Regions from separate parts of the Arabidopsis thaliana genome. Here region 2 is linked to region 1. Evidence: chromatin contacts called from public capture Hi-C data. All regions are on one chromosome and are shown on one strand. Each heading gives the region's core, a stretch centred on a gene start, on an enhancer-like site or on the middle of the called end of the contact. The rest is flanking DNA. Distances are from core to core; before and after follow the strand shown. Region 1 holds the start of MBR1 (RING/U-box superfamily protein). Region 2 holds the start of NIR1 (nitrite reductase 1).

Region 1 (2,624 bases), core at 37-2,536:
CGCCTTGGCCGTGTTGTAATTGACTGGGATATTCCAAATTTGAACCCACAGTAGCATGTAACGAAGATAGTCATCCGGAGGATTTTCATACCACCTATCTACCACGATTGACCAATCATTGAAGGTATGAACTCCTTTCGCTAGCACTTCCTCTAAATCATGTTCAGAGTCGAAAATGAACTGGAATCTCTCATTATTGAGAGCTATTCCTTTGACCTTTCCTTCTTTCTGCCACTTCCTTGGCATATTTCTTAAGAGATTCTTCATCGGTTGACAAGCCGGGTTCAGGACCCTTCCAATGAGACTGAATTTGTTTCTCTCACTAGACAGATACTCAGGAAGATCTGGCATTTCAAACGGTTCTTCCTTTTCTTCCAACGACATCTCCATCAATGCCCTATCCATGGCGGATGACATCTTCAAGCTAAGAGGAAAACAGACACCGTAGAACTAAGACTATCGAGCTGAACTAACTCCACCAACTTCTTCAGAAAAAACAGAGATATGGAACCCAGATCTGAGAAAACGAAAGCAGTAGAGCATGGCTGAGAGGATATGATAATGAACACGAAGGGTTAGAATAGTTAATTTCGGCTGAAAAGAAAGATGGTTTCCGGTCAAAAGCTTTATTTTAAACCTAGTGAAAGACACTAAAAGAGAAAGAGGGTTCTAAGCCCAAAAGATAGATTTCTAAAAAATAATCACTTGTTAGGATTGGATACTTCGACGTCAACTGCTAACGACATGATATACAGTTATTGAAAATTGGTAATTATGAAGTTAAAGAAGTCTAAACATCTCAATTGAAAAATCTCAAATTATTCTTACGGTGACAGTTGTCTTTAGTATGAAGTTATTACCATAGCTAGAGCCTAAAGGACAGCACCAAGACCACCACTAAGACAAGTGACGTCCTGCAAAATCTAACACTTAAATAAAATTGTCAGAGAAGATTATTTAGCACCAAACTTTTATTCTATTAATTTCCAAAAGAAAAAAAAAAAGTCATATCTTTCCAAATTTTCATTACATAACTAACATTTTGTCACATGAAATCTGTACGTCTCTGAATCTTCTCTTCTTCTCCCTCATCCATTGCTTATGTGCTTCTTCTTCTGATTACCAAATTTTCATTCCTCTTCTTCTTTCTGATAAAAAAGTTTGCATTTTTTTTCTTTGTTGTGATAATCGAAAAAGAGACTAAAACCTAAGAATCGTGCAGAGGAGAGGATACCACACCACACCCAGAAATTGAAACTACCAAAAAGTTTATGAATTTGATTTCAATTTCAACTTTTTATGAGACCCATTTGATTCTTTAGGGATTTTGAAGGTACCATTTGTCTCAATCTTATAAAAAATTTCACCTTTTTTTTTTTTTTTTTGTTACCACTATGTGTCTTTAATCTGTGTTCATTGTTCAGATCGTTGTGAAATTTGGTTCGTGATTCGTTGCATTGCAATAGCTAGACGGATCGGGATTGACCCACTTTAGGTTTCTCATCTCAAAGATTGCGAAATTTTCTAATTTGGCATCGGATTGTTTGGATTTGATTGCTTATGTAAGTAACTTGATTTGGTTGGTAACTTGGTATTGCAATCAGAAAATGTGCTATTCAGTGTTCCTTTGTGATTAGGTAATTAAGTATATTAGAACCGCATGGTCTTTGTTCTCAATGCTAGTTTAGTTGTTTTGGTTTCATGAAGTAGAAGAAGTTTTGACAATATTTACTCTCTGTTGTGTTAAAAATTAGCATAGCTTTATGTAACATGTACCTTGTTTTCTCTGTACTTTCATCTTTTGAATGGATTCTATGTTAAAGAATCCATTGATGAAGTTTACAAGTGGTAGTTTGTTACTTGCTTATATGTTAGTTATTACACTAGTTTGACAAGGTTTTGGTACTTACTTGCTCAATTGCTACACTCACACTGTGAAATTCATGATTTATACTTATTTCAGTTATGCAAGAAACTTTTGATTACATAGGAATGATGTTTTTGATATATGATAGATAATTTGACATTTATTAGTGAAAGTTTCTGATCTTGCCTTTTTGTGGTATCAATTGGAAACATAATGCAGAAGCTATAGTTGGAGCATGAGTGTAGCCTGAAGCTAGATTGCTGGCTGGTATGTGGTGATCGTAATGGTAAATAGGGTGCGCTTATTTCAGTTTTTTAATTTTCCCTCATTCATGGATTTCTTATGCATATTTATTTTCTTGTTTGTTTCTGTTTGTGTGACTCTAGGTCTCCTCAAAGTTCTTTTAACTTTTGTTCTATTTACTGGAGAGTCCTTGTGTTCTAGTTTAAGGTATGAATCCAATGCAAGGGCCACGCAGTATTGGTGGTTCGTCTACTGAAGTGAATCAAGTAGATGGTGAATCGATTTATTGCACAGAGACGTCTTTGAATACCATGTTGAATCCAGCAGACACTGGATTTCCAAACAATAGTACACCTTCAGGACGACCAACTTATGCAAGTTCGAGTTCTCATGCTGCTCAAGATCATACCTGGTGGAGGTTTGGGGAATCCAGCTCCATACCAGGTCCTTCTGATCAGGTCAATTCCATTGGAATAAAGACAAGTCACCAGCTGCCTCAAGATGGTACTCACCA
Region 2 (2,624 bases), core at 81-2,580, 37 kb after region 1:
TTATATAATTAAAAATGACAATATATGAATTTTAATAACCAAACATAATGTTGTCACCTCGATGTATACTAAATTGCAGGAAGATGATACATATAAGTTGAAAACGATTGTGCGAATAATCTATAGAAAAGAAATATAAATTAGAAAAAAAAAGACAATGCTAACGTTTTGGTGTGGACAAGAAAGAAGACGTTGCGACTTGCGATGATGTTTGAACCTGCAGGTAGTTTGATTCATGTCTCTAGAATAACGCTAAAGAACACCTATGGCTCTGATAACATATTATTAATATTTACATTTATTTTATTTAAAGTAGTCCATTCATAATTGCACACGACTAAATGCTACACAACTTGTCTTAGTTGTTTAATCAAGATATTTTTACCTTATGATATTTTGTGAAAAATGATACCTATAAAATCCCTAATGAGCACATCAACCTTTTTTACCTTATTATATTTTGTGAAAAATGATATCTATAAAATCCCTAATGACCACATCAACCTTGAATCTTCTCTAATAAACCTTTTTTCCAAACACGCACTAAACCAAAAATTAACATCTCAAGAGGAAACCATTTAAAAAAAAAACAGAGTTAGATTAAGATCAACAAATATAGTTGAAAAGAACATATGTTAAGCAACATTACCATAAATTCATAATTAGTAGTGATTAAAACTTAAGAATACTAAAGTATGAATATGAAAATTGTTGTATTTTTTTGTAGTATGTAATATGCGGAAACTTGGATGTTATCCTATTCATTGAAATTCATATATGTATGTAGTTATCATTTTTTAAATATATTAAAAAATTAAAAAGTAATAATACTATAAACATTCAAATTATGAAATAAATATCTCATACTAATCACTGCTAATTTTTTTTCCAATGTTTCTCTTTAGTATTTCTCTTTAGTATGGGAGTGACAAACTTAATATGAAATCTATCTCCCTACATGCAAAAATCGAATCTCTTTTATTATTAATGAAGTGTATGGTCGGTGTCAATAACTAATATGTCATATTTTTTACAGACTGTTCAGATATGATAAAAATAGTTTTTTTCCAACCAAATGGTTGGTCTTCTGAGTGTATTTGAAAACGACATTGAAGAATTAATATATTTTTTTTTAATTTTAGTTTTTTATAGTACAAATATTAAAACAAACAATCCTACCATATCATAACATTTGTAAATAACATTTTAAGTTTTGTTTTGAGTTTTAATTAATTTTCTATGACAAAAAAATGAAGTCAATAGACTAAGTGAATCATATAGTATAAATAAACACAATTTAAATAGTTTCAAATAAATTTAGAAAGAATAAAACAAATAGAAATCAGAAGGTGTCTGTTTCCTCCTCGCAACATACGATCAAAGAGAAACAACTTGACCCTTTACATTGCTCAAGAGCTCATCTCTTCCCTCTACAAAAATGGCCGCACGTCTCCAACCTTCTCCCAACTCCTTCTTCCGCCATCATCATGACTTCTTTCTCTCTCACTTTCACATCTCCTCTCCTCCCTTCCTCCTCCACCAAACCCAAAAGATCCGTCCTTGTCGCCGCCGCTCAGACCACAGCTCCGGCCGAATCCACCGCCTCTGTTGACGCAGATCGTCTCGAGCCAAGAGTTGAGTTGAAAGATGGTTTTTTTATTCTCAAGGAGAAGTTTCGAAAAGGGATCAATCCTCAGGAGAAGGTTAAGATCGAGAGAGAGCCCATGAAGTTGTTTATGGAGAATGGTATTGAAGAGCTTGCTAAGAAATCTATGGAAGAGCTTGATAGTGAAAAGTCTTCTAAAGATGATATTGATGTTAGACTCAAGTGGCTTGGTCTCTTTCACCGTAGAAAGCATCAGTGTATGTTCCTCCTCTCTATCCTCTTCCATTGACTTGTGATTGAACTGTGTAAAGGTTTCGTCTTTAGTCTTATGTGTGCTTCTTTCAATGACTTGTGATTAAATTGGTGACCAGATTGTGTAAAGGTTTAGTCTTTACTCTTTATCTTTAGTACATTTTGATTTATGAGTGCTTGTTGTTGATTTTGTTGTTGTAGATGGGAAGTTTATGATGAGGTTGAAGTTACCAAATGGTGTGACTACAAGTGCACAGACTCGGTATTTAGCGAGTGTGATTAGGAAGTATGGTGAAGATGGGTGTGCTGATGTGACTACTAGACAGAATTGGCAGATCCGTGGTGTTGTGTTGCCTGATGTGCCTGAGATCTTGAAAGGTCTTGCTTCTGTTGGTTTAACGAGTCTTCAAAGTGGTATGGATAACGTGAGGAACCCGGTTGGGAATCCTATAGCTGGGATTGATCCGGAGGAGATTGTTGACACGAGGCCTTACACGAATCTCCTTTCGCAGTTTATCACCGCTAATTCACAAGGAAACCCCGATTTCACCAACTTGTGAGTTCTCTTTTTAGATTGATGTTGTGTGTTGGTGAGTGAATGGTTATGCTAAGATGGGTTTTTGTTTGTTTGTTGTAGGCCAAGAAAGTGGAATGTGTGTGTGGTGGGGACTCATGATCTCTATGAGCATCCACATATCAATGATTTGGCCTACATGCCTGCTAATAAAGATGGACGGTTTGGATTCAATTTGCTTGTGGGAGGATT

The links. Capture Hi-C pulls out chosen DNA fragments and counts their contacts.
Region 2: a capture Hi-C map of seedling shows a contact between it and region 1, with 1.7 times the contacts expected there. The contact joins the promoter of NIR1 here to the promoter of MBR1 in region 1. A contact is called at or near these places in 8 of 26 Hi-C or Micro-C datasets (callus, cotyledon, leaf and 3 more) and 1 of 3 other capture datasets (seedling).

What each region holds. Positions count from the first base shown.
Region 1 is chr2:6,771,831-6,774,454 of TAIR10.1, forward strand. MBR1 (RING/U-box superfamily protein) reads left to right here and starts at 1,287. Exons shown (of 9, transcript NM_001202601.1): 1 at 1,287-1,333; 2 at 1,425-1,562; 3 at 2,087-2,134; 4 at 2,254-2,624. The coding sequence starts at 2,320. It also overlaps the pseudogene AT2G15520.
Region 2 is chr2:6,809,065-6,811,688 of TAIR10.1, forward strand. NIR1 (nitrite reductase 1) reads left to right here and starts at 1,331. Exons shown (of 4, transcript NM_127123.3): 1 at 1,331-1,863; 2 at 2,060-2,414; 3 at 2,496-2,624. The coding sequence starts at 1,488.